7 separate regions of the Mus musculus genome follow, and regions 2, 3, 4, 5, 6 and 7 are each linked to region 1. The links are chromatin contacts, called in public promoter capture Hi-C maps. All regions are on one chromosome and are shown on one strand. The core of a region is the stretch at or near the end of the contact, and the rest is flanking DNA. Distances in the headings are between cores, read along the strand shown. Region 1 holds the start of 9930104L06Rik (RIKEN cDNA 9930104L06 gene). Region 2 holds the start of Ppie (peptidylprolyl isomerase E (cyclophilin E)). Region 3 holds the start of Psmb2 (proteasome (prosome, macropain) subunit, beta type 2). Region 4 holds the start of Pabpc4 (poly(A) binding protein, cytoplasmic 4). Region 5 holds the start of Ago4 (argonaute RISC catalytic subunit 4). Region 6 holds the start of Ago1 (argonaute RISC catalytic subunit 1). Region 7 holds the start of Adprhl2 (ADP-ribosylhydrolase like 2).

Evidence for each region. Promoter capture Hi-C pulls out the DNA fragments that hold promoters and counts their contacts.
Region 2: a contact with region 1 is called in a promoter capture Hi-C map of pre-B cells, with 2.7 times the contacts expected there. The contact joins the promoter of Ppie here to the promoter of 9930104L06Rik in region 1. A contact is called at or near these places in 3 of 39 promoter capture datasets (cranial neural crest, liver and pre-B cells).
Region 3: a promoter capture Hi-C map of liver shows a contact between it and region 1, with 4 times the contacts expected there. The contact joins the promoter of Psmb2 here to the promoter of 9930104L06Rik in region 1. A contact is called at or near these places in 2 of 39 promoter capture datasets (liver and pre-B cells).
Region 4: a contact with region 1 is called in a promoter capture Hi-C map of pre-B cells, with 6 times the contacts expected there. The contact joins the promoter of Pabpc4 here to the promoter of 9930104L06Rik in region 1. A contact is called at or near these places in 3 of 39 promoter capture datasets (the C10 cell line, liver and pre-B cells).
Region 5: a contact with region 1 is called in a promoter capture Hi-C map of pre-B cells, with 2.7 times the contacts expected there. The contact joins the promoter of Ago4 here to the promoter of 9930104L06Rik in region 1. A contact is called at or near these places in 3 of 39 promoter capture datasets (liver and pre-B cells).
Region 6: a promoter capture Hi-C map of pre-B cells shows a contact between it and region 1, with 3 times the contacts expected there. The contact joins the promoter of Ago1 here to the promoter of 9930104L06Rik in region 1. A contact is called at or near these places in 1 of 39 promoter capture datasets (pre-B cells), 1 of 484 Hi-C or Micro-C datasets (muscle stem cells) and 1 of 9 other capture datasets (adipose tissue).
Region 7: a promoter capture Hi-C map of pre-B cells shows a contact between it and region 1, with 3 times the contacts expected there. The contact joins the promoter of Adprhl2 here to the promoter of 9930104L06Rik in region 1. A contact is called at or near these places in 3 of 39 promoter capture datasets (cranial neural crest, liver and pre-B cells).

The regions. Positions count from the first base shown.
Region 1 is chr4:124,935,686-124,938,495 of GRCm38.p6, reverse strand. It overlaps 9930104L06Rik (RIKEN cDNA 9930104L06 gene), which reads right to left and starts at 1,448. Exons shown (of 5, transcript NM_177573.3): 1 at 1,163-1,448; 2 at 1-56. The coding sequence starts at 53. It overlaps Cdca8 (cell division cycle associated 8), which reads left to right and starts at 1,579. Exons shown (of 10, transcript NM_026560.4): 1 at 1,579-1,907; 2 at 2,013-2,141. The coding sequence starts at 1,814.
Region 2 is chr4:123,138,609-123,141,418 of GRCm38.p6, reverse strand. It overlaps Ppie (peptidylprolyl isomerase E (cyclophilin E)), which reads left to right and starts at 1,468. Exons shown (of 10, transcript NM_019489.6): 1 at 1,468-1,517; 2 at 2,455-2,553. The coding sequence starts at 1,487.
Region 3 is chr4:126,676,298-126,679,107 of GRCm38.p6, reverse strand. It overlaps Psmb2 (proteasome (prosome, macropain) subunit, beta type 2), which reads right to left and starts at 1,465. Exons shown (of 6, transcript NM_011970.4): 1 at 1,263-1,465. The coding sequence starts at 1,353.
Region 4 is chr4:123,281,527-123,284,336 of GRCm38.p6, reverse strand. Pabpc4 (poly(A) binding protein, cytoplasmic 4) reads right to left here and starts at 1,426. Exons shown (of 15, transcript NM_130881.3): 1 at 530-1,426. The coding sequence starts at 722.
Region 5 is chr4:126,532,001-126,534,810 of GRCm38.p6, reverse strand. It overlaps Ago4 (argonaute RISC catalytic subunit 4), which reads left to right and starts at 1,353. Exons shown (of 18, transcript NM_153177.3): 1 at 1,353-1,626. The coding sequence starts at 1,608.
Region 6 is chr4:126,467,185-126,469,994 of GRCm38.p6, reverse strand. It overlaps Ago1 (argonaute RISC catalytic subunit 1), which reads left to right and starts at 1,412. Exons shown (of 19, transcript NM_153403.3): 1 at 1,412-1,598. The coding sequence starts at 1,574.
Region 7 is chr4:126,320,317-126,323,126 of GRCm38.p6, reverse strand. It overlaps Adprhl2 (ADP-ribosylhydrolase like 2), which reads left to right and starts at 1,424. Exons shown (of 6, transcript NM_133883.2): 1 at 1,424-1,685. The coding sequence starts at 1,457. Tekt2 (tektin 2) reads left to right here. Exons shown (of 11, transcript NM_001357262.1): 8 at 1-7; 9 at 164-307; 10 at 476-555; 11 at 708-1,006. The coding sequence ends at 921.

The DNA.
Region 1 (2,810 bases), core at 199-2,698:
AAGCACTTCCTCAGGGCCTCCTGCACAACCAGCAGAGGCTGGTCATGAGCCATTTTCTGGGAAAAAATAAACAAAACAAAAGGGAGTCAGGGTACCAGAAGGGAGGGCCTGCATCAAGGCTGCGTCATTTCCGACCTCAGGAGAAGACCAGCTGTTGGTCTTCAAATAGTCCCAAGGCAATAATGAAAGGTAGGGAGACTTTGGGGGACACAAACAAGAACTCCTAGTCCTGGAAGTGGGCTGACACCTTCAGCCAACAATGAAGGAAGAATTCCTGCAAGTACACTTACCAACTGTGAACAGCCTTTCTTCCTTCCTGCTGTAAATCTTCCATGTTCTAGAAATCTCACCAGGAATCCCATTTACAGAGAAAGGACACACACTACCCCATTTACATCTGTAGGATTTAATACCATCAAAGAATCTTGAAAGCCACCTCACTTACTTCTCTTATCAAACAACTTCTTGTTTGAAGGGAGTCACAAGGGTTTTTAGAAACCCTTTTGAGATGTAAACTGAAAGCCACCAAAATAAGTAATTGTGGCTAATGTAACATGACTTTAATTCCAGCCCTCTGGAAGCAGAGCCGGGTTTTGGGTTTGAGGCCAGCCTGGTCTCAAGAAACTGGGGGAAAAGAAAGAAAATCAACTGCTGATCTCCCTAGAGAATCTCATACCCACGTGGCTATGTCTAACTTTCTGAGATTCTCTGAGGAGCATGCAAGTGTCTTTTATGCCTAGGTGCCTGCCTCTCTCTCTTAATTCTTGTGCTTATGCCTGTATTTAAAACAGCCATAGGCTGGGAGTTGTCGAATGCATCTTTAATCCTAGCACTGGAAAGACAGAAACAAGCAGATCTCTGTGAGTTCGAGGCCAAACTAGTATACACAGAGACTTCCAAGATAGCCAGCGTTATATGGTGAGGCCCCGTAGCAAATATGTTCATGTAACTCTGCTTCATAAATCAGCTAGTGCTGAGTTCTTTTCAGCGTCAGGGCCATCAACTGAGCTCAGCTAGTGCTGAGTTCTTTTCAGCGTCAGGGCCATCAACTGAGCTCAAGTCCTTAAAAGGCTAGGGCAACTCCCCACGCTGCAGAGTGGAGCTGTGTCTCTGTCTTGTAACCGCGGACACTCAAGAATATTGATTCTGGCGGTCCTCTTACCTTCTCTCTGCAGGAAGACCGTTGCTTCGGGTCTTCCGAAGGGGTTTCTTCACGACAGGGCAATCTGCTTTAGACTGCGAGTCTCTGGGGTCTGTCTGTTCCGGGACCTGTGCTTCTGGAGTCAGTCTTGTCGCCTCTCTTTAAGATTTCCAGCCCTAAATCAACAGGAAAACGTAAATCCTGCGATGTCAACGCTGAGTACATCAAAAACTACACCGCGCTTATTCACAAGAACGAACTCACCACTCTACTTCCAGTTAGCACGACTCTGGAGTCGCGAAAAGATGGCGTGTGCCGCAATGACATCTGGGCATTGAAGTCCTCCATGAGGATTGGCTGGCGGAAGGAGAAGAAGCTTTATTGTGATTGGGCGTGGTGAGAACCGTCCTAAGACGGCGATTTGCTATTGGCTAGGCTGTGCCCGTTGAGTTTGAATTGGGTGGCGGTTAACCGAGGAGCCGCCCGTCCCTTAGTTGGAGCTGTGAGGGTTCCTCAGACTGTGTTTTGGGACCTGCAGGTAGGTTTCGGCAGAGTTCTGGAAACCTAGACTCCAACGACTGAACTTTCTCAGCTCTCCGACCGCTCACACCCTCTCCCCGTCTCAGTCGCGGAGCCGGCTGCTTGGCCCCTCGCTCGACGCAGCCAGGCGCCATGGCTCCCAAGAAACGCAGCAGCCGCGGAACCAGGACCAACACGCTGCGGAGCCGGAAGCTCGCCTCCTTCCTGAAGGACTTCGACCGCGAGGGTAAGGGGTGGATTCGCGTGATCGTGGGTTTTGGGTGGGTTGGGACGCGGATGCGACGGCTTCGCACACCTGACGCGGGATCCGTCCGCTTTCACCTCTTTGCAGTGCAAGTTCGAACCAAGCAAATTGAGTCCGACAGACAGACCCTCCTCAAGGAGGTGGAAAATCTGTACAACATCGAGATCCTTCGGCTCCCCAAGGCGCTGCAAGGGATGAAGTGGCTTGACTACTTCGGTAAGAGCTGCTAGCGTTTTCCCCGTGACCAACGAGTGCTTATCTTGAAAGCTTATTGTAGGGACTCATTCAGATGTCCCCTTCTTAATAAGGTCTAAAATAACCACCGGTAGGAAATTGCCATCTGTCATAACTTATAAAAGAATGGTGGGCCCATAGGAAAGAAGTAGGCATGAATTACCCTTCAGATGAGCGCTATTAGGACAGTGCATCTCACCTTCACGTTTGAATGGGAGAGCTTTAGAAGAGATATACCAGAAATAGAATGATGGAGGCCTGAAGGAAGAGGGGCGAGGCCGAGATCTCAAATCTATAGTACAAAGTGAGCTGATAATTGAAGGTTTTTCAGGGGTTGGGGGAGGCTGTTCCGCACTGACATGACCTAACCTATGCTAGCCTACCTGCCAATAGGCAGGGATGCAGTCGCTCAGTAGGACAGTAAGAGTTGTCCTGCAGCTTAACAGCGGAGGGAGAGGACTGTAAGAGCAGGACGCATCATGTCTTCTCAGCATCTCTGTATCCAGGGGGAGTGTTTTGGGAGAACACATCCATCTTTTGGGGAGACCCTACTGCTCAGCCCCACTGGAAACTGCCTGCCATCCAGCCAGGCCAGTGGTAGGCAAACCACTGTCCTTAGCAGGCCAGGTAACAAACAGTCTTGAGTTCTGG
Region 2 (2,810 bases), core at 219-2,718, 1.8 Mb after region 1:
TTTCCATAGAGAGATCCTTTACTGAGCAGGGGAAAGTGACTGTTCTCCGCTCAGGCAGACAGCAGCAGCAAATGACCTTGTGGGTGTGATGTTTTTTTAAGAGGAAAAAGAGGGGAATCTGTGATAGAATGGCTAGGATGTGGTGGTCATGTTTTGGTTGACCGTATTAATTAGGGTAGGCCAAGGGGGGATTTGACTGTTGTAGTGGCTATTTCTGGTTGTCAACTTGACTATATCTGGAATGAACTACAATCCAGAATTGGAAGGCTCATCAGTGACCCTAATCTGGAGGCTGAGAGATAGAAGTTTCTGACCTGGATCTCAGTATGGAGATCTTGAGGCATAGTGGCTATGGATTTCAGAAGATTAAGACAGGGAGATCAAAGATTAAGATTAAATTCCTTTACTATATAGAGACTACCCACAGTTCTGTGACTCTAGAGAACCCTGACTAATACAATTGTTGAACTTTAATACTTTGATAGCTGGACCTTGGTGATCATCCTCAGGAGGAGGCCAAATAAGGGAATAGACCTTATTTGGCCTACGGCTAGCTTTAGGAATATAACCCTGTTTGTTTGTTTGTTTATTAGCAAGGCAGAGGGAATGGGGAGAAGGACAAGGCCTGCCACACCTGTGCTTACCAAGCTTGGGCCTGCTAGAGCCCTTTAACAATACAGCAAAGCTTCCTGTGGTGGTATATGCTTTTAGTCCCAACCCTCAGGAAGAGATCTCTGTAAGTTCAAGGTCAGCCTGGTTTACATAGTGAATTCCAAGATATTCAGGACTACATAGGAAGATCCAGTCTCAAAATAAATACATAAAATAAAACTTGTTAAATTTCTATTTGAGGTAGGTTGGTGGTATTCAATTGGGATTTCAGCACTGGGGAGGCTGAGATCTGGAAGGCATAGTGGGATACTCTAACAAGCAAACAAATGTGATCCTACTGTTTTGTACTGCTATTGAGAACCTATAAATTTAAATATTACGTTAGAACAAGAGTATAGCAAACACTTTGCCCAAAGGGCCAGATGGTAAAATATCAATGGCCGTGGGAGGAACAGGTCTCTTCCCTTTGTAACATGAAAGCAGCCAGACAATAGAAAAGGAACGGATGTGGCTATACTCTAACAATTAAACTTCGTGATATTGAAATTTTAATTTCATATAATTTTCATCTCTCAAGAAATATTGTCGATCCTTCGCCTCACCCCGGTTCAAAGTGTAAAAACCGTTCTTGGCTCCCGAATTGGCCAAAAACAGCTGCCTGGACAGCCCGGACCATAGTGTGTTGGTAATGGTTCAATTGCCGTTAATATCTAGGTTGATCAGACCAAGGTTTGTTTCCTTCCAGCTCTGGGAGCTACAGCCAAGAAGGGGCGGAGCCTGCAGCCGCACAAAGACCCGCCCCGACCTAAGGGGAGGGGCGACGGCGAGGGGGCCGGCCGAGTGCCGGCTTCCGGCGGAAACGGGCGCGAGCAAGATGGCCACCACCAAGCGTGTGCTGTACGTGGGTGAGCAGGCGCGGGAGCTAGACTTAGTCTGAGCAATGTGGGAAAGGGGGAAAGCAGCCGGGGTCTATGGAGGGCTTGCTGGGCCTGAGGGTGTGAGCCCGAGATGGAAGGACAATTCCGGCGACCTTCCTAGTCCACTAAGCGCACAGGAACCCCGACGAGTGACAAGAATTTTGGGCTTCCAAATCCCTCCCGCCCATTCGTTTTACAAACATTCAGTGCGGAATGGCTGGATCTCTGCCCTAAAGGAGGAGTTACCAGACTATCTAGGAGAAAGTGGGAAATAACCTACACACCCTAGCGTTGTAATAGGGACTAACAATGATGACAGGAACTTGGGTGAGGGCAAACTTTCTGTTGCCGGGACGCAGAAGTTGAGCAGGAGTTGGGCAAAGAGTCAGAGTAGAGGCAAAGCTGTTCGCTGCACCGGAGCCGAAGCTCAAAGGCGTAAAAGAGCCTGGCGCCTAGGGGCAGCTGGGTCATTTTTCGAGAAACTCAGGGAAATTGGGGAAAACAAAATGGAAGATACAAGAGAGATCGGCGAGAGTCGGATGATAACCCTGTGTACACTACCAAGGAGCTCTCACTTTATCTTGAGGACAGTGACATTTAAGACTTTGAAGTCTAAGAGAACCGATGGATTCATTTCCACTTATATTTGGTTGGGGGGGGGCGGTTGGAGGAAGGAATTGAGGCAGAGAGGTCAGTTACAAAGCTTTCACAAGAGTTGGAGATCGAATCAGAACTGTTTAAAAGGAGATTGAAGAAAGGAAAGTAGTGTGGGTAGGCTGTAGAGAGAGATGTTTGTGTAGACAAAGGACTGGATGGAAAGATCCCTCCCTTTGCCTGTCATACCAGTGACAGGCAAAGTCCCTGGTGTGCAGGGACCTCTGAGTGTGTAGGACAGCGGCTCAGAAGGTCCTTGGCTCATTTGCAGGCGGGCTGGCAGAAGAGGTGGACGACAAGGTTCTTCATGCTGCATTTATCCCCTTTGGAGACATCACAGATATTCAAATTCCTCTGGACTATGAAACAGGTGGGTCATTTGAGTGTCTTTAACGCTCATTACCCTCCGATAGGGAAAGAATTAAAGTCACATTCCAGTTCTAAATTTACATTCTTAAGTTCTAGTAGAATTCTTGCCCACCATATGAGGCTTTGGTTTCAGTTCCCAGCACTAATCACACAGAGACACACACAGAGGGGCAGAGACACACACAGAGACACACACAGAGGGGCAGAGGGGCAGAGACACACACAGAGACACACACAGAGAGGCAGAGGGGCAGAGAC
Region 3 (2,810 bases), core at 216-2,715, 1.7 Mb before region 1:
TAATGTCTACTAACTTGTTTTTGGAGTGCTGAGGCTGGGGCCTTGTATATGGTCGAAACATATGTTGCCACTGAATTGTAGACTCAGTCCCAAATTACACAGATTTGAACCTAGGTTCTACCACCTGTAAGCTTAGAAACTTTTTCTTTGATAATTTTAAAATTTTTATTTATTTATTTAGAGACTCTCTCTCTTGTTCTGCACAGGTGCACATTGCCACAGAACAGGTGCACAGGTCAGAGGACAACCTGCAGGATGTTGGGGTGGGGTCTCTTCCTCTGCCATCTGGGTTCTGGGACCAAACTCCGGTTGTGAAGCCTGGGCAAAAGCATCTTTACTACTGAGTTATTTCAACATCTCCTTAAGAAAGTTTTGTACATATACACACATATACACACACACACATACATATATACACATACATAGATATGTATACGCACACATATATGTACACACACACACATATATATGCATGTGTGTTATATATAATATATACTATATCTATACATCTTAGTTATACATATTCTGTCTCCAAAACTAACTGCAAGAAGGGCACATAGTAGAGCCAAACTTTTAACAAATTAAAATGTTAACGATGGACACACCTGATACATATATGCTTCAGTTTGTTAAGTGTTTGTCCAATGCTAACTCCTTCACTCAATCCTCTCAACAAGTTTTGAGTTGGTTATTAGTAATTTGAGAGATAAGAAAATCTGGGCACGGGAAAAAAAATAACGTACAAAACTCACAGAGCAAATAAAGAGAGGCCATCTCTGCTGCATTCCACTATTTAACGACAAGTAAAATCTAGCAGCCAGGGAAAGGCGGAAGAGGCTCTGAGGTGAGCCACTGAAGACAGCGGAAGCAGAGTGGAAATGCCAAACTCTGGGGAGTCTCACTCTCCCCAAGATCCCACCTTAGGGCACCCACAAATTATAACTTCTATCTGGGGCGACTGAAACTTGCCAGAAATTCAGAAATTGGAGGCGCCGGGCACACACTTGAGCTCTCATAAACTTAATTCCCTCACGCTGAGCAACTCTCACCTAGCAAGCCTCATCTGACCCAGAATCCCAAACTAGAGCCCTAAGCTTGTCTGCCGGCTCCCCCGGCTTCTCAATCCTGCAGTGCCAGCAGGGCAGAGCACACTGGGCTCCATCTTCCAAGCTGCCCAGAGGGAGGCCCACGGTCCCCTTCACCAACTCCCGCCGACTGCCCCTCCAGCCAGGCCCGCCGGGCCTCCCCCTGCTTCCTCTCACCGTCCTTCATCTGGACAATATTGCTGGCGGCCACTCGGTCGGAAGCGACGAGGACATAGTCTGGGCCCTGGATGCCAATGAGGTACTCCATGGTGCCGGGAAGCGGGAGGCTGCAGAGGCCACGGACAGGGACACTTCCCGGGTACACGACCTCACCAGTGAGACAGCACACCCGGACTGAGCTGGGGGTGACGCAAGACGCGCGACGGCCCAGTCACTGGCGCGGCCCAATGACGTCACCTCTCGCGAGAGAGCAGGCGGGAGCTTGGGTGCTTTTCCGCGCTGAGATTGCGGAGTGGGCTGGTCTAGAGGTGTGGTTTGGAAACGTAGCTGTGGGTGATGGGGCGTTGCGTTTCCTTATCTACCAAGTCGAATTTTAGAGTTTGCACGCAAATCAAGCCGTACCCTGTGTAAGAAGTACCAGCACGTGTGGGTGCTACAGAGGAGAGGAGGTCTTCAGCTTTCTGGTTTTCATTTCCTTGCTCGTTAAACAAACGGGAAAATTTTCCCTGCAAGCCAGATTGAAGAACAATTTCCCCGAGCCATAGAGTTAAGGACCAGGGGAGCAGCCTAGGACAACACATCTCAAAAGCAAAACAAACAAACAAACAAAAAACCTACTTGGCGGTGGTTCCCTCTTGAAATCCTAGTACTGGATAGACAGAGGCAGAAAGCACGTTAGTCAAGCCTGTCCCTCGAACCCACGGTAGAAAGAACAGACTCCCCAAAGTTTTCCTCTGACCATCACACTAGCGCGTTCATCCCCAATACAAATAATTTTTAAAAAAAATTTTAAATTTAAATATTTTACTATACTTCTGTTTCATTACATTTAAAATATTATTTTAAAAATGTATTTATTAATGTAAATGAGCTAAATACCTAATAAAAATGGGAAAAAAAAGTATTTATTTACACTCCAGCCATTGCCCCCCTCCCCAAAGTTCCTCATCCCAACAAATTTTTAAATGTTCACTTTTATTTACTTATTTTTTATATTTTGATTTGTCCCGACAGGATTTCTTGGCTACTCTGAAACTCACTCTTATAGACTAGGCTGACCTCGAACTCAGAGATCCACCTGCCTCTGCTTTCTGAGTGCTGGGATTAATGTATTGTGACACCACCACCCGGCCTTTTTTGAGAGATGGGGTATTACTACTATGTAGCCTTGGTTGTCCTGGAACTAATTTAATTGTGTTGACCAGACTAACTTCAAATTCACAAAAATCTGCCTTCCTCTAACTCATCAGTGCTAGAATTAAATTCCTGATCCACATGCCCTACATGAAATATTTTGGAAAGAGTAAGATAGGAAATTAGGGATGGACTGGAGAGATGGACCCGTGCTTAAGAACACTGGCTGCTCTTCTGGAAGACCTGGAATCAATTTCCAGTACCCATAAGGCAACTGGAAGACAGCTATCAGCAACTCTGGTGTATCTCTGTCCTCTGAAGGCACTTCACACACTTGATGCACACACATACATTCAGGCCAAAACCCCATAACACATAAAGTAAAAATAATTCTTTTAACAATAGAAAGGG
Region 4 (2,810 bases), core at 177-2,676, 1.7 Mb after region 1:
TCCTTCGAGCTCCATGCAGTTGAGCAAGTCCCCAAAAGAGAGCCTGGTAGAAACAGCTTGACACTAGCAACTCCCCTCAAGGCAACTGGATGAAACTGCTCTCCTTGCTTTCCACTGCCCTAAAGCCATCCCAAGTCAGTCAGTTCAGGTTAGAGCCCCCAGTTTTGCAACCTACACTTTCAGGTGTCATTTCAATGCACTGAGTGCCAGACCCACTTCTACCTGAGTGGGGCTAGACACACTAGAATACCCAAGTCCCTTTATTCGGATCCCGAATTACACAAATCTCCTTGGGTTCCAACCCCTGCTCTACCCCACCCCCACCCAGTAGCCCAAGGTCATCAGGTTAGCAAGTGGTGGGAGACTGAAGCCAGGGTCATGACCACATGCCTGGCTCATTTTGCTTCCACCCAAGGCTTCTCAGGCAACATGCTGTTATGTTCCCCGGTCCTGGCAGTTTGGCCTCCGCCTTCAGGATTCCCAAGGTCCCCAGGAATCTCCCGAATGTGTGCACACCGCTACTACTCACCGTCAGCTGGCTGCTGGAAGTTGACGTAGGCATAACCCAGAGAGCGCCGGGTGATCATATCGCGACAGACCCGGATGGACAGCACAGGCCCCGCAGGGCTAAACTTTTCATACAGCATGGCTTCGGTGACGTCCGAGTGCAAATCGCCCACGTATAAGGAGGCCATGGGGTAGCTGCTGGCTGCAGCGTTCATCTCCCCACCCCCCACGACCCCGAGCCCCGCCAGGAGGACTTCTAACAAGGCCTACTGCAGGACAAAAGGGGCTCCGAGGAGCTATGGCACGCGCCGCAGCGCACAGGTGGCACCAGCGACGCCGGAGAAGGCTGGAGCAGGGAGGCTCCGAGCCGGGACCCGTGTGCGGGACGACTTGCACGGGACTGCAAAAGCCCCAAGACAAAAGGCTCTCAAAAACAATATGGCCCGCTCCTGGAGTTTGTACTCTCCAGCTGTCCTGGCTTGAGGCTTAAAAAATAAAAATTAAAGTAGGAAATCCCCTCGTAAAGGGGGCAAAAAATTTTCAAGAGGCAATCAGATGCTGCGCTCACGGCCGCCTTGGGAACACGCGTTTCGTGATAAATATAGGCCCCGGACTCCCGGCGGTTTACAGTTACAGCAGCCCAGGAAGGGGGAAACCAAATCTTTGCGGGTGCCGGCGAAGGGCAGTGCGGACACGTGGTGCGGCCAGCCGGGGCGCGGGGCTGCCACGCGGCGCAGAGGCGTGCAGGGGCGGGCCGGGCCGAGGGGGATGGCTCACCACCGGACGGACAGACAGACGCTGACGGACAGGCAGGCCGGAAGCTGTGAAAGTCACTTCCCCACGGGCTCCCAGCACAAGTCGCTGTCTGGTTCTTTTTCTTCTTTTTTTCCCTTTTGCTTTTTTTTTTCCTCTTCTTTTCTTTTCTTTTTTTTTTTTTTAAGGTTTTTGAGGCTTTTGTGTTTTTTTTAAGCTTTTTCTTTTTTCTGCTTCAGGCGTGCTGAGCCCAAACGCAACACTGATGGCTGCGACCCGGGGCGGAGAGAGGCGGCTGGAGCCGCCACCGCTCCATTTATACCCTCCCGCCCCGGGCGCTGCTGGTCGAAGGGCGCCTCGAGACCTGGGCGCAGTCGTGCCCGCCCACTCTGCCCCGGGGGCCCAAGGCGGGGCAGTCACACCAGAGTGACCTGGAGCCGCCCGCAAGGTGTCACAGCGTCCCCTTGCGTTTGGAGGACCAGCAGCACGCACCTGTATGATTCTCTTTCTGCAGTGTATGGATTGAGTCATGTCCTCCCCAAGACCCACACGCAGGTATAATGTTTAAAACATCCATGAAATGCCCAAATCTACACAAAGGGATGCTAAAGTACAGCTACTAGGTGGCCCAATACATGGTTGAGCTGAATACGTAAGACATACGAAAGTTTTAAGAACATATAACCTTGAGGTTGGATTTTGGAGGTCATTAGAAATGGTGGTGGTATCTTAGGTGATGAGACTGTTTTTGAAAAGATGAACAAATCTTGCCAAAGCTTTTATAAAACAAAACGTGACTGTCCGCTCCTGTTTTGTTCTGGTGGCACGCCTACAGCTTAGTTTGTGCAAAAGGAGAAGAGGAGAAGAAAGGTGTATTTGGGCTCATGGTTCTTGTATAAGGGAGCTATCTCTAGTGATGTCCTTACAAGGCATCTCGTGGCGACTCATGGCACAACACAAAGAGAATGCATCTGTGCATGTGAAACAATGTTTTTGTTACTATGTAAACGCTAGTTAAGAGTTTACGCTTAGATGATGAAGGGTAATCATTGACTTTTTACCCAAATGAAGGTTTCACTGACCATTTGAAGATCATGTTATCTCATGAGACTAAATATGTGGAGTTATAGCAGTATTTCCTTACTCCATAAGTGCCAGGGACCATTTTTTTTTCTATCCTTATATTCACTCAAACCAGAAATTAGCAAAAGCTAGACAGATACTCGTCTACTGGTTGAAGCAAACAATTGAGGAAATATAAGTATTTAATCAATCAATTCATTCCAATAAATGGCTAATCAGAGCTCCCCCCCCAGCAGATGCCATGGTTGCCATGGTTACCATGGTATACAAGTAAGAGTCCCTCCTTACCTCTGAGAATAATTTCTGGTGACTATATTAAATAAAGAAGCCTTGCTAGGTGTAGTGACTCACACCTTTAGTCTCAGCACTTGGGAGACCGATCCCCCCTGAGTATTTGTGACCAACCAAATGGATATTGCAAGTTCCAAGCCAGCCAGGGCTACATAGTGAGACCGGTCTTTTAAAAA
Region 5 (2,810 bases), core at 104-2,603, 1.6 Mb before region 1:
CCTGGCTGTCCTAGAAGTCACTACATAAGTAAACCGAATTGGCTCTGAACTGCCTCAGTCTCCCTAGTGCTGAGATTAAAGGCTACACTGGGCTGGAGTCTCTTAAAACATGGATTGCCTTAAATTCTTTGGTAGCAAAGGCTGGCCTTGAACTCTCCAACTTCCTACTCAGGCTGTCAATGTTATAAAGTACCTTTACCCACTGAGCCATCTTCCTTATAAGAAAAAGAAGTTGGGGGCTGTAGAGATGGCTTTAGTGGTTAAGGGTACCTCATACTCTTGCAGAGGCCCCAGGTTTGATTCTCAGCCCCTACACAGCTTACATTATCTGTAATCCTGTTTCGAGGGGATTCGATTTGGTCTTCTGGTCTCCGGAGGCACCAGGCACAAACACATGCATGCAGGCAAAAAATACTCATACACATAAATTAATTAAAACCAACCAAACAAAAAGGAGCGGTTTGAATAGAAGTTACCATGGGAAGACCGTGTGATAGCACAAGAAGATAGATTTCTACAACCGAAGGAGAAAAATCACACCCCCTGCCCCAACTCGCCTTGATTTTATTAGACTGTCGGTGTGCAAAACTGAGAGAAAACGCATTTCTATTGCACTAAGCTGAGGTACCCAATGGTGGGCCCCAGCAAACTAGAATGAGAGTGTTGTGCCTTTTTAACTAATAGACTGCCGTTGCCCGTTTAGTTGACCAGACAGCCTATGGTCCTGTCTTAACTGGAAGTCCTGAATGGAAACTTTAAGGACACTTGACTCGCTGAGCTACCTGCTGCCTTGGTGACATGTTGACCAGTCTTGGGACCCAGAACAGAACCTGCTTTCCCTGCACAGGGAAGGAAGGTGACTGGATATGTGGTGTCCGGGGTGAGGGTGGGGGTGGAGTAGGAGGAATGACTGAAGGTGACTGAAGGACCGATTGTGCCTGAAGTGTCCAGGGGTCATCTCTGGTGGTGGTGGAGCGATGGAGGACAGGTTCCTAAGGTGAGTCTCAGGACGAAGTGGAGGGCTGCTGCCTGTGGGTCATCAAGGACTGGAATCCAGCTCTTTCGATGGCGACTTGGAGGAAGGTTGCCAGAATGGGGACCGGCGGAGCGGCGTGCGGGACCGCAGGCGAGCGGGCCCGCTGGTGGAAGGGCGGGCGGGCGCGCGCCTGACGCGTCCTCTGGGCTCGGCCCCCCGGGCGCGCGCCCGTCCCTGCCGCACCCCGCCCCCTGCCTCGGTCAGGCTCGCTGGACCCCGCGCGTGCGGGGCCGCGCACGCCCCCTTCGCTAGCCGGGACCCGGGACCGCAGGCGCCTGGCGCCCCCGCCCCGCCCGGCGGGCGCGCGCCGCCTCCCGCTCCCGTTCCAGCTGGCGGCGGCGGCGGCAGCGGCCGGGATTGTTTTTGTTGTCGCTGAGGCCGGAAGAGCCGTGACAGAGTCGGGTCCCTGTCCCCGGACTGGGCGCCGCCGCCGCCCCCTGCCCGCCCCCGGCCCGCGTCTTCGCGGCGCCGCTTCAGCGCCAATATTCCAGAGAGCAAGCGTTACGCGGCTCCGGCGGGGCCCGGAGCGGGAGGCGCTGGGGACCGGAGCGAGGCGGCCCCCGTCGCCGCCATGGAGGCGCTGGGACCCGGTGAGGAGCGCGCTCGGACCAGGGTCAGACCTGGGGCTCGGGAGGGCAGACAGACCGGCGGAAGGGACTGTCGCTGCCCGACCGCCGCTCGCGGACCCGGCTGCCGGCTGCCAGGCCCCGGGAAGGAAGGGGTCCCATGCCCTCGTCCCTGGGGGGCGGGGACCACGCCCCAGCTGAAGACTCTAGGTCTATTCGGGACCCGTCTAAGGGAGGGAGGCTCAAGAGGTGACCCGAGTTCCCCGGGGTAGGGCAGACCTGTTCGGACCTTAGATCTCTGTCCACGGTCGCCGCGAGGCTAGTTGGGGCCTCAAATGGGACCGTGTGTCTGGGGCACGCCGAGGCCCGGCCCAAACCTGGAAGGCCTTCTACCTTCTGTCAAGGGTTTTCTTGGTGTGGGGCAGAATCCCTGTTTTCTTTTGCACTGGCATCTGGTTCCTCAGATGAGGAGGAGAGACCCACTCACTCATGTCCCTGAAAGCCAAAGGGAGAAATGTCCGTTCTTTTTCCAAAACTCTGAAGTTTGGTATCTGTCAGTTTGTCAGTCCCAGAGTGCTCTGGAATGACAATCCAATACTCTCCAGCAAGGGCATCAATGCCCTGCCTTCCCTTTTAATTGGGTTATCAGAGGCTGTTAAAATCAAACGAAAAAGTGTTTTTGAAACTGTGATTCTTTGCTGGTTATGGGTGGCCCCTGGTTCTCTCGCTCTCTGCTCCAACCCAAGGAAGCTTTCCAAACTCTCACGAATACTCTTCGTTTGGAGCCTTGTGCTCCTGTCTCAAGCCCTACAACAGGTTGCTAATGGCTTGGCTAAGTAGGGCAAGGTTTAGGGGCAGTGATGGAATTAGTTTTCATATTCAAACCTTGTCTACATAGTAGACTTAGTTGTATGTTTTTAAAATTCATAGAAAATTAGGTTTATTGTTTGCATTTGGAAATTTTGCAGGTTTGTTAACTTGGAACATATTTACATAACTGAGCGATTAAATCCTATCTTTATTTGCTGCTTAAGGTTTTCTTAAAAAGCCCACATAGTCAAATGTCATAAGCCTTCAAAAAATAAATCGGCTTAGCTGGGCATGGTGGCATATGCTCATAATGCAAACAGTTCTGGGGTGGAGGCAGGGAGCTCCAGAGTTCAAGGCCAGTCTCAGTTACAAAGTGAGTTTGAGGTAGGCCTGGGCTA
Region 6 (2,810 bases), core at 163-2,662, 1.5 Mb before region 1:
AGAGCACATAGTGAGACCCTGTCTCAAAAAAATGTGTGTGTGTGTGTGTGTGTGCGTGCGTTTGTGTGTGTGTGTGTGTGTGTGTGTGTGTGTAAGTTACGTTTGAGCTGGGTCTCTCTGTAATTACCCCATCAGTGCAGCAGACCAAATGAGAAGGTTATGTGAGACGATCAAGGAATTAGCTGTGGTGCTTCTGGCAAGGTAAGAAAAGGGTACCCACACTAGAGACTATGAGAATGACAGGGAATGCTTTGAGAGCACTTCATAAGGTAAGCATGTCAAGACACAGTTGAATATAGCAAATAGACAAGGGAGACAGGAGCTGATATTTTTGGCATGGAGATGCAGTTCACTGAGACAGGACAAATATATGTATTTTGTAGGGGAAAAAGAAAGGGTTAGGTTTGGACTTAAGTTTGAATTGTTAGATCCAGCTGGAGCTGTCCAGCAGACAGTAGGAAATATGAAGCTGCAACATGGTAACGTATAGATATTTGGGCATTAAAAGTGGATGAAGCTGTGAAGAGGCAAGGGGAGAGTAGAATATAAAATTCAGGTCACTACAGTGAACAAAACAAGAGGAGCCACTGAAGAAAGCTCTTCAGGACAGACATTAGGAGACTTAAGAAAATGTGAAAGCCAAGGAAAGTCTTTTTTTTTTTTAATTTTTAAGAAGAGATATAGTTTCAGATGCTGCAGGGAAATAATAGGAAATTAGCCTTTGGGGTTTGACACAAAACGTCATTAAGAGATTTGGTAGGAGCAAACGTTCTGCAGACGAAAAAGTGGAGGCAGGTGCTTCCTGCAGATAGAGAGCTCTGTCAGTGTCAAAACTGTTACACCGGCCAGAATAGGCAAGGTTTCTAACACATTTGTGGTCTCAGCGCCAGGCACGCAGCCTGGAAGGGTGGGTGGCATTAATGAGATCAGCGACTAGGGACACAGAAAGACTGACTTAGCAGAGGCAGTCAAGACTTAAGGGTGAGGGTGATTGGGAGAGGTGGGAGGCAGGGCCTTTGAGTGATTGGGTGTTGGAGGGGGAGAGGGTCGGGGAATGGGTGGGAGCCAGGCTCTGTGTTGATAGCGGGGCTGTGGATAGGTTTCCAGAGATCTGTTTAGGGAAAAGACAGGGCCCCAGGCTGCAGCCGGGGAAGGGGTGTCGCCCAGCCCCTCCCCTCTTACGCCACTGCGCGGCTCCGCCACTGGAGCCCTCCCGCCAGGCTGCACGGCTACGAGTGGCCGCCAGAGGCCGCTGCACGGTCCCCGCGCCCCCGCCCCTCTCCATTGGCCTTTGTTGCCGTCGAGCGCCCCGCTTGACTCGTTCCCGTCCGCCCCATGGGCCCATCGGTCGCGCCTGCGCACTGGCAGCTACTCGGGCGCTAGCAGGGGGAGCTGCTGCAGGCTCCGCGGCGGCGGCAACGGAGGCTGCGGGGGCGACAGCGCGAGCGGCCGGGCTTCGGGGGGGAGCCGAGCCCGGCCCGGGAGCCCGAGCAGTGCAAGTGCGAGGTACCTAGGCCCCTCACGCTGGACTCCTCAGTCTCCCGGCCGCCTGTCCTCCGCACGGGTATATGGGATGGAAGCGGGACCCTCGGGAGCAGGTAAGGGCCCTCGGGGACTGGGAGCAGTGTGTATTCCAAAGCCCTATAGGCTCTCGCGGCATAGAGCATGGTTGCAGAGTGAGGAGAGGGGCTCTCAGGGGATGGGGGGCCCATTTTGAAGGGGGTTGTATGCAGTTCCGGCTGAGAACCATGTGAAGATCTGAGACCCGGGCTGTTTGTCCTAGGAAGCAGTATACTGTCCCGAGGGTGAGAAGTAACCTGGGAGAAGGGCCTGAATGCACGGTGTCCTTCCGTGAGGTCTGGGGAGGCCTATGGGGAGGCCCGGCAGGTGGCAGGGGGGCGGGCTCCAGGTGTCCTGGAGAGGAGGGGGGCGACACAGATGGGCCTGGAACTACCGCCTGTCGGGGGGCGGGGGCTCGGCCGTGCTGGGCTGGGCTAAGCTAATGTCTCTGGGGAGTAGGCGCCGGGGCTGGCCTCTGAGCTCCGCCCAGCTGGGCCTGAAGCGGGGGTGAGGGTCAGGGGGCGGTGGGTGGGGATTTAGACCAGGGATTTCCCCCCTTAGATTGGGGACTTGAGTGGTGGCGCGGGAGCATGCGCGGAGGTACCAGCCTGAAGGGCTGCCCTATGTGGTGGGGGCGTGGCTGTTGGAGTATCCCTCCTGTGCCCCTGGGTTTAGGAGGAGTGTGCAGTCTCGCAGATTCTGTTTGCGTAGTACAAATGGGAATTGCCTTCTGTCTTGGGGGAAGGGTGGGGGGCGGTCTCTGACACTTGGTCCTTAAACCCCGGAGTAGCAGTTTGTCAAAGAAAGGGTCGAGGTCAACTGCCAGAGTGCATTTTCTGCTGCATGAGGATGGACGGGGACCAAAGCCTTGCTTTATGAGCTACTTCTCTCAGAAGATAGGCCTTAGGAAAGTGTTGGTCACTGAGAAACTAGGCCCACATGTTTTTCAAGTTTCTAGACCACTCCTGAGAAGAGATGGGAGCTTTTAATCTGAAGATAGTGCCCTCCTTTTCCATGAATTGACTCTATATCACAATATAATCTCTCTATATACCTGTGCCTCCTGTTTCCTAGTGGATCTTTTCCCACGTCAGGAGCATGTCATTAGACTCAAAGCTGCCAAGCTTGTCTGCCTGATAGAAACAAGTTGTTAGGCAGACACACTGGTGGCGCACGCCTTTAATCCCAGCGCTGGGGAGGCAGAGGCAGGCAGATGAATGAATTCAAGGTCAGCCTTGTCTACAGAGCGA
Region 7 (2,810 bases), core at 175-2,674, 1.4 Mb before region 1:
GAAAAATGTGAGTGTCACCACCACCCCCTTACCCTCCCCCAACCCCACCACCCTGCCTTTCCCACCATGCTGTGAGGCAGGGCATAAGGAACCCTGCCCTGAAGCTTCAGTTGGGAGCCCTAGTGTGAGTCTTGCCGGTGGAGAACAGTAATGTCTGCCACAGACCTTAGAAGAGATAGCCGAGCTGCAGGGAGACATTCGGCGCCTGGAGGAGGACCTGCGTAGAAAGATGATGAACTTGAAGCTTGCACATACCCGGCTGGAGTCCAGAACCTACCGGTCCAATGTGGAGCTCTGCCGGGACCAGGTACAAGGGGCCCCGGTGGGGACCACCCCTGTCTGCTAAGGAGACCTCAGTATTACCCCTCTTCGCACGTTTCTTGTGGAACAAGCATTCTGGTCCAAGGCAGTTATGCGACCAGCTGAAGGGTCTTGCGGCTGAACTGAAAACCCCATCCTGCCCCTCTGTCTTCAGACACAGTATGGCCTCATTGATGAAGTCCACCAGTTAGAGGCAACCATCAATACCATGAAGCAGAAGCTGGCCCAAACACAGTAGGTTTAGAGAGTGGGCAGGAATAGTGGGGGGCACTGCTCAACCATGGGGCCGTAGTGCCTGCTGGTCTCTCTGGGCTTTATGCTGGTGAGATGTCCTGGCCCCTGCAGCCTGATGTAGGGCTCTGAGCTCCCGATGCTTTGCGTTACAGGAACGCTTTGGATGCCCTGTTCAAGCACCTGGCCCGGATACAGGCTGATATCGCGTGCAAGACCAACACCCTGCTCTTGGACACCAAGTGTATGGACACCCGACGCAAGCTGACGGTGCCGGCTGAGAAATTTGTGCCCCAGGTGGACACCTTCACGCGCACGACAAACCGCACACTGAGTCCACTCAAAATCTGCCAGCTGGAGCTAACCTAGGCTTTGGCGGCTGAGGGAAGACACAAGATTGGTGGGAGGGGGGAGTAGTGAGGGGACAGTAAAATAATAAAAATGGAGTTCTCAAGCCAGGCTCTTTTCTGCTACCCCATGAGAGTGGCTGACCGAGTGAGACAGTCCACTTGAGCGATGGAGTCGCCTAGACTTCATAGGGGTCGAGTCCAAAGCGACTCCAGAAGGAATACGGGTGTAAAGATACAGGTGATCGCCCGCGGGCAGCAGTGGCTTTGAGTGGGCAACATTCTTGTTCAGGTGCTTTTCAAAGGGTCCTCCGCGGGATTTTAGGGAGCTGTCGGCCGCATTTGTGGTGCCATTTACAAATGAGAAGGTAGGGAGCGCCAAAGCGAAGCGTGCGAGTACTTATGGGGCGCTGAGACTCCCAGCCGTTGAGTGGCGCTGTGGGGTAGGACGTAGGCTGAGACTCCGGGCCACAAGGGGGCGCTGTGGGGCCGCGGGGAAGAGACGACCAAAGAGGCGGCAGCATCGATGCCGGAAGTGGCGACTAGTCCGCGCGCGGATGGCGGTGGCTGCGGCGGCAGCAGCTACAGCGATGTCGGCGGCGGGGGGCGGCGGGGCAAGTGCGGCCCGCTCCATCTCGCGCTTCCGAGGTTGCCTGGCGGGCGCGCTGCTGGGAGATTGCGTGGGCGCTGTCTACGAGGCACACGATACCGTCAGCCTGGCATCAGTCCTGAGTCACGTCGAGAGCCTGGAGCCGGACCCGGGCACGCCGGGCAGCGCGCGGACAGGTGGGCGGGGCACCACCGATCGGGTCCCCACCCCTGGGCGAGGGGACCGAGACTCGGGGGCGCGCGCGCAGACTAGGCTGCCGAGGTGGAGGCTCCTGCGGCGAGCTCCCACGAAGTCACGAGGCTGAAGGCCCCTGGATCGAATCGGTTTGCTCCAGCTCTCCGTGGTTGTAGGTCTCCAGCCATGACCACATTCAGAGCGCAGGCCTCGCCTAAAACCTTGGCTAGAGCCAGTTCCCGCGTGGCCAGTTCCGTCGTGACCAGCTTTCTCAAACTGCTGGCCCGATGTGGGCGTCGGCGAGGGCTGTCCCTAGCCTGTTAAGACATGTCCCTTCCTTTCGCTTGCAAACGCAGCTTGTCCTCAGATTCCAGGTCAGATGTCAGTAGAAGACTTGGTTCTTCTTGAAGAGCATGTAACATAGTAGAAGGGGGCCGTCGTCAGAACCCCAGAGGACTCCACGAGTTAAGAGGCATTTAGAGGTAGGGGAAGGAGCGAGGAAGGACGGGGTGTGCCGAGAAGTAGGAAGGATGGTAACAAAACCAGAGGAAAGAATTTCAAGACTAGGACACTGGTGTGTTACAGAAAAGTCAGGGTAGTCTGGACCCAGAAAACCATGTCGAGTTGGTCGAGAACATGGAAAACGGGTGTTAAAGGAAGCAGAGATAAGACAAATTTTATTTCATTATGGTTTGGTAAGATGGAAAAAAAAAAGGTGTGTTTTAGGTTGAGTGGTAGTTGGGACCCTGTGGCTGCAGGAAACACATTTTAAGAGGGTCTGAGTGGAAAGAACTGACAGAGTCCAAAGGAAGTTCTGGCCTCCAGCAGTGCTAAGTCCAGGAGTTCAACTCCTAACTAGCTTGCTTGGTTCCTCTTGGCCTTGAGTTTCCCTTTGGGGGGAGCTCACTTTGGCAGTCTCCTTTTCCTACAGTATGGTCCCAGTAACACTGCAGAAGAGGTTCTCCTTGGGGCTGGAGAGATGGCTCTGCAGTTAAGAGCACTAACTGCTCTTCTAGAGGTCCTGAGTTCAAATCCCAGCAACCACATGGTGGCTCACAACCACCTGCAGTGGGATCTGATGCCCTTTTGGGGGTGTCTGAAGACAGCTACAGTGTACTTACATATAA